Regions from separate parts of the Mus musculus genome. Here regions 2 and 3 are each linked to region 1. Evidence: chromatin contacts called from public ChIA-PET data. All regions are on one chromosome and are shown on one strand. Each heading gives the region's core, a stretch centred on a gene start, on an enhancer-like site or on the middle of the called end of the contact. The rest is flanking DNA. Distances are from core to core; before and after follow the strand shown.

What was found. ChIA-PET counts read pairs in DNA pulled down with a chosen protein or histone mark.
Region 2: a contact with region 1 is called in an RNA polymerase II ChIA-PET map of memory CD8 T cells, with 6 read pairs. The contact joins the enhancer-like site here to the promoter of Zfr in region 1. A contact is called at or near these places in 6 of 39 promoter capture datasets (3T3-L1-derived adipocytes, cranial neural crest, hippocampal neurons and 2 more), 1 of 484 Hi-C or Micro-C datasets (LSK cells), 2 of 115 datasets of contacts at active chromatin or transcription factors (epiblast stem cells and memory CD8 T cells) and 1 of 9 other capture datasets (embryonic stem cells).
Region 3: a contact with region 1 is called in an RNA polymerase II ChIA-PET map of effector CD8 T cells, with 12 read pairs. The contact joins the enhancer-like site here to the promoter of Zfr in region 1. A contact is called at or near these places in 5 of 39 promoter capture datasets (HPC-7-derived erythroid cells, fetal liver, hematopoietic stem and progenitor cells and 2 more), 3 of 484 Hi-C or Micro-C datasets (the G1E-ER4 cell line and embryonic stem cells) and 1 of 115 datasets of contacts at active chromatin or transcription factors (effector CD8 T cells).

The regions. Positions count from the first base shown.
Region 1 is chr15:12,116,352-12,119,421 of GRCm38.p6, forward strand. Zfr (zinc finger RNA binding protein) reads left to right here and starts at 1,500. Exons shown (of 20, transcript NM_011767.2): 1 at 1,500-1,596; 2 at 1,888-1,987. The coding sequence starts at 1,560.
Region 2 is chr15:12,575,692-12,578,761 of GRCm38.p6, forward strand. All of the region lies in intron 3 of Pdzd2 (PDZ domain containing 2), which reads right to left. It also overlaps the pseudogene Gm2606. Among named protein-coding and RNA genes, the nearest start is that of Gm41273, 74 kb to the right of the region's middle. Within about 2 kb of position 1,445, at least 79 of the 459 cell types and tissues checked have an H3K27ac peak or open chromatin away from gene starts, as enhancers often do. A contact at or near this core is called in memory CD8 T cells, where this site is marked.
Region 3 is chr15:12,374,345-12,377,414 of GRCm38.p6, forward strand. Pdzd2 (PDZ domain containing 2) reads right to left here. Exons shown (of 26, transcript NM_001081064.2): 21 at 1-2,036. Among named protein-coding and RNA genes, the nearest start is that of Golph3, 54 kb to the left of the region's middle. Within about 2 kb of position 1,412, at least 120 of the 459 cell types and tissues checked have an H3K27ac peak or open chromatin away from gene starts, as enhancers often do. A contact at or near this core is called in effector CD8 T cells, fetal liver and hematopoietic stem and progenitor cells, where this site is marked.

The DNA of each region.
Region 1 (3,070 bases), core at 250-2,749:
TGGCTGGGAGAGGGGATGGAAGGGGAGGGAGAGCCCAGCGGAAGCAGTATAGTGAGTGCCAGGTCTCCAGGTCAGCCAGCAAGACCCTAACTAAAGGAGAAAGAGAGAGAGAGAAGAGAGAGAGAGAGAGAGAGAGAGAGAGAGAGAGAGAGAACGATCGCTAGCTCAGGTCATCTCAGCTCCATCCCTAGCAGTAGAAAAGAAATGGGCGGGGGGGGGGGGGGTGGAGGTGGGGGAGGTGTGACTGAAAATGGCCTGAGACAATACAGAGATAACACTAAAGCATCTGTAATGAAGACACAGTTGCATGCAGTAAAGAACTATTTATAAAGTATTGATCCTGACCCAGGGAGACCTGGCACTCTTTTGAAGCTCAGGTAAGGAGTGAATAGGTGGGTAGTTTCTATTTTGAAACACTGTCTCCCTCTGTAGTGTAGGCAGGTCTAGAACTCTGGGAAATCCTCCTGTCTCAGCCTCTCCAATGATGGGATTTATAGGTGTATGCCCCTCTACCCAGGAAATCTAAGACTCTCACAAAGACATTTGAACTGGTCATCCCCGCACTCAGTTCTAGCCAGAGTGACTTCCTTGATACTCTATAGACTTCTCCACTGCCCTTCCTCCAGGTAGCTACCTGGGTGGTTTTCTTGCTTCTGTCAGGTCTCTATTCCAGGGCTTGCCCTAACCGCCCGAACTCCCCTTATCTTCATTGTCCTGTTTTTATTCCTAATACTCCAGTCCCACCCACCACATTTTCTATGTTTTTGGCTCTAGTGTGTCATAAGACTTCCCAGAACAAAAATTCCATGTGAACAGGGATTTTGTTTTGCTCCTACAACATGTCACGTTTCGTTTCTGGCATCTACAACGCCCAACACCTTGTTGGGGGCCGCCAACATGACCCTGAAAGGCTCCTTGTCTGTGAGGTGGGGCGGGGTCTTGGCAAAATGTGTGACCCCTGTGACAGGCAGGGTTCTGGGCAGATGCTTGGTGCAGCACTTCCTCTGCTCTTTTCCCCCCCATCGTTGTCTCCTCCCCTTTCCAAAGGCCAGTGACAAGCAACAGGAATTAGGCCAGCTCAAATGTTAATGGAAATTAAAGGAGAGAGGAGGGCTGAAAGAGAGAACAAACGCAGCCGCAAAAGTAAAGGAAACCGGTGAAAAAGTAAGGCGGCGAAAAGGCCAACAGACGTCACGCTATCTGGTCACGCTGCCCGACTCCCCCGCGGCCGAGCGAGGCGCTCTTCCTCCGCCTTGTAGCCTCCCTGCAGCGGGTGCGAGTCACCATCGCTTAGGATAAGGCCGGGCCCGTAGTCCCACGAGAGAACCCCACATCCGCACCCCAGAAATCCGCTCCTCGGGGGGCCCTGCGCCAGCCCCCGGGTGGGGGGTGGGGGGGTTGGCGCGGGGCGTAAGGACTACATCTCCCAGGATGCATCGCACTAGCGCGCTTGCGCGGTGCGGCCGGCGGCGGCGGTCTGTTCTCCGCTGAGGAGGAGTGGGGCAGAGGAGGGAGGCAGCGGGTGAGAGTTCAGAGTTCAGCAGCAGCAGCCCGAGCCCATGATTCCCATATGCCCTGTAGTTTCTTTCACCTATGGTGAGTCTAAATGTGGCCCGTGGAGGCCTCTGCCATGCCCTGCCCCGGCCCTGGGCGGCGGGTAGGCGCGGGGGTTGGGGCCAGCTCCGGGGAGGAGGCGGCGGCCGCCACCCGGGCGTGCGAGTGAGTGAGGGAGTGCGGGGAGGGAGGCGGACGGCGGCGCGGCCGCGGTCCCCGCCGGCCAGGGCGGCTTCTCACGGCCCCTTTTCTCTCCCTTGCCATCCCTCGGCACCCCGACCCCTTGACGGCTGCCCTCCCGCCATGGGACCTGACTCTCCGTGCCCGCCGCAGTGCCCAGCCGGCTGGGGGAAGATGCCAAAATGGCGACCGGCAACTACTTTGGATTCACCCACAGCGGGGCGGCGGCGGCGGCGGCTGCGGCCCAGTATAGGTAACGGCTCCCCGCCTTCTCCCTTTTTCCTCTTCCCTCCGCGCCCCGCGGTCCGGCTCCCGCCGACGCTCCGGCCCCGCGGCCGCATCCGCCCCCGCCCCCGCCGCACCGCCCCGAGAGCCCGGGTCCCCGCGGCAGGCGCGGCCGGGAGCCCCCCGCACCCTCCCCACACCCGCCCTTCCCTGCCGTGTCGCACTCGGCCTCCGGCTCCGGCGGACAGCGGCCCCCGGAGGGGCCGAGACGGGGGAGGGATGACTGCGGAGGGGTTGGGGACGTGGAGGGCCTTGGACGGCCCCGGAGGTAAAATGGCCTCCCGCGGCCTTGGAGCGGAGCCGAGCCGCCCGCTGCGGCCCCTCGGCTTCCCGGGTCCCCGCCTCCACCCTGTCACCCCCCCACCTCTTATCTTCCCTTTGGCTCGGGGAATGGAGAGAGAGTGAGCCGAGGGGCCTCGCGCGGAGTGCGGAGTCAGCGGCCTCTACCGCGACGCCCCCGGAGCCCAGATCACACAGCAGGTCTTTGTCGGTACCTTCCCTTGGCCCTGGGTCCCCGACGCCACCAACCACCCCCCTGCCCCCAGCCCCTCAGATTAACTGCCACTTTGCCAGCGTCATCGCCTCCATCTCATTCCCTTTGGGTTTTCTTGCTCGCGGAGATGTTAATATGCCAACCACCTGTGAATCGTTTAGCTGTTAGACCGAAAAAGATGTGCGAAGTTCCTAGGGTAGATGATGCGTGTGTAGCCTTTGGAGCCATTGAGGACGGCTCCAAGTGGACCGGTGGTTCTCCTTTGAGGTCTTCCCCCCTGCCCCTCGCCCCGCCCGGGGAAAAAGAAAATGCCAGTGACTGTATACCGAGTAGTTGTGGTGCCTGGGATGAATCCTCTACCTCCAGATAGCTGTCATTGCTAAAGTAGCTGTAATTCCTTATACATCTTATCGCAGAAACAAGAGGCAAAACCCTGTATTTATTGGACCGTCATGAATCAGAGTAAGACAGCTAGTCGCTTGGTTCATGCAGTAAGCATACAGTTTTATGTGTGCCTTAGCATATTTAGGATCATGGTTAAATTCAGATAGCTTTTTC
Region 2 (3,070 bases), core at 195-2,694, 460 kb after region 1:
GAAGGGCATCTTGGGCTACACTGAGGACCAGGTTGTCTCCTGCGACTTCAACAGCAACTCCCACTCTTCCACCTTCGATGCCGGGGCTGGCATTGCTCTCAATGACAACTTTGTCAAGCTCATTTCCTGGTATGACAATGAATACGGCTACAGCAACAGGGTGGTGGACCTCATGGCCTACATGGCCTCCAAGGAGTAAGAAACCCTGGACCACCCACCCCAGCAAGGACACTGAGCAAGAGAGAGGCCCTATCCCAACTCGGCCCCCAACACTGAGCATCTCCCTCACAATTTCCATCCCAGACCCCCATAATAACAGGAGGGGCCTAGGGAGCCCTCCCTACTCTCTTGAATACCATCAATAAAGTTCGCTGCACCCAAAAAAAAAAAAAAAAAAAAAAAGACCATAGAGAGTCAGAGACTGCCTAGGGGTGAGGGAGACAATGCAATCAGTGGATTGCTTACCACACAAGCATGGGGACCTGAGTTCGGTCCCCAGAATCTATGTAAAAAGCTGGATGTGGCAGCATGCGTCTCGAATCCTAGTAGTGATGGGCAGGCAGACACAGGAGGATCCAGAGGCTTGCTGGCCAGCAAACCTTGCATCAAACTGCAAGCAGGGTTTTTTACTCAAATATATTATGAAAGAAAGAAAGAAAGAGAGAGAGAGAGAGAGAGAGAGAGAGAGAGAGAGAGGAGAGAGAGTCTGAGAGGAAGAGGAATGGAGGGAGGGAAAGAGAGAGCTGGTTATTTCAGGCTTAGTGAAGAACTGTCACTTAAGACTGCCAGGGACCCTCACTCCTGCCTTCCCACCGTGGTGGCAGTGAACAGATAGAAAAAGCTCTTTCCCCCTTTGCTCTGGCCCAATTGGAAACCAACACAATAGCCTGAAGAACTGAATGTATGAGGCAGGAGTCACCTCACCTTCTAAGCTGTGGGGTGTGTGTGTGTGTGTGTGTGTGTGTGTGTGTATGTGTGTGTGTGTGTGTGTGTGTGTATGTGTGTGTTCAGGTAATTATCCCATATGAACCAGACACTTTTTCAACACCTCTCCTTTCTGTTTACACCCATGCTCCATTATTTTCTGTCTTTCTAATTAAAAAGGAATACATGTCCCCAAATCATAAGAATTATGTCTCCCTTCGCCGAGTAACTGAAGGCCAACTGAATTTGAACCGCTTCCTTTCACAAGCTGTAACCCCGGGTCTCTCCATTCATTGAAACTAAAAGAAAGAAAAAGCTTTCGTTTTGTTCAGCACCTGTTAAAACACACCAGAAGAAACAAGAACAACCTTTTCTAAAAAGCAATCTACACATGCCAGACAGCCAAGAGACGACTAAGACTGCCATTGTTTAATGTGTAACAGCCACAGAACCGCCTCTTCACCTGGCTAGCACTAGGTGCTATTGTAGGGTCTCACCAAATGGTAGGCAGCACCTTACAGCACATTTCTTACCACATTTCTTGCCCTGCGTGCCATCACAAAATAAACTTAATTAAACAGTGCCCTCCAGAGGCCACTGGGAATTTAACTGTCCTGACAGATTCTGGAAAAAGTCCAAAGAAAAGGCAATTTAATTTTCTTTTGTGTTTATGTGGAGTCAGTACTTGGGCATGGCGTCCCTCGGTGGATGAGAACCAGCTCTGTCTGTCTCCACAGTGGACCTCTGACCGGGGTTAATCTGTTGGCAAAACATCCTTTACGAGGACGAGGAAATATCAAGGAACACTGCAGCTGGGCATGGTGGGAACTGGTGGTGCCTCCCCTGTCCTCCTGGGAACCGTCCCAGGCTGCATGCCTAAGCTGTGTCCCTCTGAATGAGCTGGCTTTCTCTCTCCTGTGACAACTGTGTGCTTTGCTCCAGCGGCTTCTGGGACCTGATTCCATGAGACCTTTCAGTCTGTTTACACCGCTGAGCAGCCTGGCCTTATCCGCTCAACTTAAACTCCCAGGAGACCAATCCAGCTGTCAATCAAGCCTCCAGGCAGGATCAGGATTGAGGTTATCGATCACATGTGGAATGGCCGATAGGTAGAGGTTGGGATGGGGATTTGGAGGTGGAAGGAGAAAGGGCCAGAACCCCGAGGTACAAAACAAGTTAGAATACCCAGCACTTCACGCAAGAAGGGGACTAGTGCTTCAAAGAATGTTTTTCTACTATGCATGAGCCACTGTTTCTAGAGGGTACCATGCACCACTGTTCATGAACTCCTAAACATCACTTCATCTAATCCCCTCAGCCTCCCATAGGGTCCGTCCTGTATCGGCCTTATCTTCACAAGGACCTACTGGCAACAATGTCTACATGTTTAGCGGTTCCCCCCCACCCCAGGCTTATTTCCATTTGAAAGTGTGATCCAAAGCTTAGCAAGGTTGAGCCAAGGTCTAAACCAGAGCTTCATATGCTGATGCTGAGCTGTCAGCATTATCCACCTTCTCTACCCCCCCCCCGGGGGGGGGGCAGCCCTTACAGCAGCTACAGAAACCCCACCAGAACAGATCTCATTCTCAGGGAGATGCAATCACGAGGAAGGTGTGATTCCCGCATGGAGAACAGTGAGTAGAGACTAGGAGGGAATTATTACTGACCAGGTCACTCTTTTCTCTCACTGTGTAACAAATGCCGCGCATGCAGAGGCTTTGGGGAGACACCCATCATTCATGTGTTCAATATGGTTTTTATTCTGTACATGGATGCTTTGTTTGCACACATGCCTTGTAGCCTCAGAGGCCAGTAGAGGGCGCTGGATCCCTGGGACTGGAGTTATAGATGGTTGTGAGTCTCCCTGTAAGCGGTAGGGATTGAACTTGGATTCTCTGGGAGAGAACATCTGCGGAGCCATCTCTGCAGCCCTTGCTGTGGTTCTTAGGGGAGAAATCAAGTCACAGGGTAGACTGGCTCTGCTCAGCAGGGCATAAGGCTGGCAAGGGATGCTGGCTGGGGCTGCCAAACCATCTCATCTACAGCTCAGGCCCTCCAAGATCCCCCTGTGGCTGCCAGAATCCAGTCATTCACACTTGTAGGATTAAAGTCCCATCCCTGACTATTCGCTTGGGTATCTGAGTTC
Region 3 (3,070 bases), core at 162-2,661, 260 kb after region 1:
AGGCTTGGAGGTGTCTCCAGCAGTGTTCTTAGGCTCCTCTTGGTCAGCTATGTGGAGCCTGTGTGACACTGCCTTAGAAAGCATTTTATGGGCAGCCTGGGGTGAAGGCAAGGACTTCCTGTGGTCGGTCCTGCCGCCCTTAGCGGGACTGGCCACAGGTGCCTCCGGACTGGCTTTGCTTTTGCTGTTCAGCCTCTTAAGCTTCGGGCTGCCCTTGGGCTTCTGACAGTTACTTAGTGTTTCCACTGGGCTTTTAGGGGATAGGTCCTTATTTTCTTGACTCTTCTGCCGGGGAGGTGGACTCTTAGGCACAGCCATTCCCTTTCTGTGGCTGGGGTTCACCGTGTTGCCTTTCGAGCCAGGACTCATAGCCAGCATTGAGGGTTGTTCCTTCTCAGATTTGCTCTGCAGATGTGCGCCTTGGCTGTCTTTATTTATGTCTTTAAACCAGGTCATGATAGGCCTCCTGGAGGTCGTTTTTGGTTTCTGTAGCAAGCCGTCCAGGTTGCCGCCCTTGGCAATGTGTAGGTTTGCCAAAACGGCCTCTCCATTCTTAGGGCCCTCGGCCCCCAGGGCATACACACTGCTCATGACATGAGAGGCATCTGCTCCTTTGTCTGGGGTTCCCTCATCCAGCAGGTCCTGTCCCAAACCATTTACCATATCTGGGTTCCTGAGCACAAATGGCGGGTTTCCACAAGGTCTGGTCGTTTGAGAAGGCTGGCTGTCTCCCACGACTGAGCCGGTGCTGCTGACCGCCAAGGTTTCCTCTGCGCACCCGGGCATGTGGCTCCGTGAAGTCTGTACGCCCGCCCAAGTCTCATGCTCCAGAGAGCTTACATCCAGGAAGGAAAATGGCTGGGAAGAGCCCGGGATGCAAGTGTTCGAGGCTCCTGTCATGAAGCAGGCTTTCTCGCAGGCGTCCCCCACCGGCTCCCTCACAGTCTGCTGTACCGAGGGAACTGCGCCGCCTGCAGCCTGGGCAGGAGCTTGGGCAGGCACTGGGGTCTCAGGACAACCACCTGGGGCACAGATTTCTATTTGCTCGTCCTCAGACTCACTGCTACCTTCCTTACGGGAGGACTCATGAGATGGAGGAGCTGGCCAGTTGTTCCTGGCCGCTGCTCGTGGATCTTCAACAAGAGACTCGGGGTCTGAAGACGAGTCTTCAGCATCGCCATACATGGACGAGGGCGAAGGTTCCGAGACGCCGTCTTCGTGGAAACTGCTAAAATTTCTGGAGTAGTTGTTCAGAAAGTTTTTGTTCCCAGCCAACTGTTTGTCAGGATGGACGGAATCCAGAACGGAAGGCTGGAAGGTCCACTGAGGGGGTGGGGGTGAGCCTGTGCCTCCGGTCTTCCCATGGTGGGAACTGCCACCCCCAGCTCCCCCTGGTGGCTGACTCTCAAAAATGTCCTGGTGAGTCCTGCAGTCTGCTCTCTGAGGAGACTGAGAAAGCCACGCCTCCGGGGCTTCCCCAATGAACTTGTCAATGTCTGTCACCGGGCTCTCTGTGCTCCCCGACAGGGTCCCATCAGTAGTCACTGGCACAGAGGGACCGGCGTGTGACAACTTTCCAGATGCTGACGCTGTTTCTTCAAGCAGAGCCCTATCTTTCAAGCTTGTAGGTACGCAGTGTCCTGGAGTTTCCAGGGCCTTGCTGGGACCCGAGGGGTCTCGGCTCCTTTCCTGACCCAGGAGGGAGGGATGAGGGATGGCCGTAGCTCGTGTCTCTCCTATGCTCATGGGGACAGCTGCTCTCCTGGTGCTGGGAGTGCTGTCCCCAGGGCCAGCCCAAGTCCTGCTGGAGTCGGGAAGAGCTGAGGCCTTCTCCCTGGGAGACAGGCTTCTCTGGCTGGCTGGCTTCATTTTAGATACGCCCTGGGACTCAGGCTCCGAGGTCCCGGGAGACACAGGCTGGCTGAGGCTCTCAGGTTGGAGGACTTGCTCGGTGACTGCAGGAGTCTCGCTGGAGTCAGGACGAACTTCCCTGCTCTTCCCTGGGGAAGGGGGATGGTCTGAGGACCCATCCCATCCTGTATAGGGTAGGGGAGAGGAAAGGGAAGTGTAAGCAAACGGGAACCCTCTAGAAGTTCTGCAAACATAAGCCATCTCAATACTGTTTCTCAGAAGTCCACAGCCTGCATCTAGACCTTTGGTTTTTTTCTCTCTCCAATTGTAGAGCGCTCAGATCTAGGAACCACCACCCTGCTTTAATGGCCTTAAAGTAACTGGGACAAGCAGAATGGACATTTAAACTTGCCCATTTCCCTCTTTGTTTGCTTTCAGATAGGAGACACCAGAAATCTTCTGCCTGGGTTTCTTTACCCAAATGTCTCTGCCGTCAGCAGTTCTGGAAAGACAGACACCGTTGGTTGTATTCCTTAGCTTTGGCCTAGACTGGGCAGAGGCTTCGTGTCTTACCTCATTCCAGCATCTATTTATCTGACTATGAGTGACTCGGACTGTACCAAGAAACAGTTCAACCTCCAAACCACAGGGAGGCTTGCTTTTTTTTTTTTTTTTTTTTTTTTGCGCTGCACAGGAGACGGAGCCGACGCTCCAGGTGGGGCCCTTGTTGGTACTGAGCTTCAGCTCGGCTTTGAAGTGACTTGTCCAAACAGGGGATCTGAAAGCCAGTTATTCCAGGAAGCCTTAACGGTAGAGGAAGCTTGAGAGGGGCTCATGAGGGACGGATTGCTCCGAGTGGGGAGGAGAACACCAGGCTGAAAGCACAGAGGCACAAAAGAGCACACAGCTCCGAGAAGCAGGGACCGTTGGAAGGGGGGCAGTTGGGGGGGGCATGGCATGTCACTCAGGGCAGGTGCTGAGAGCCGCTCTGTCCTAGGGTGTCTCCTCAGAAAGCCCAGTAGCATGCACTGCACTCTCTTGGGCTAATATCACTTTGACAAGTGACCCACAAAAGGTCTTCGTATGAGCAGTGTTACCCCAAATGTTAAGTATATGTCCTCAAAGCTTTATAATTATTAATTGGTTTTAAATACAGAGTCTTGGGGCTGGAGAGATGGCTCAGTGGTTAAGAGCACTGACTGCTTTTTCAAAGGTCCCG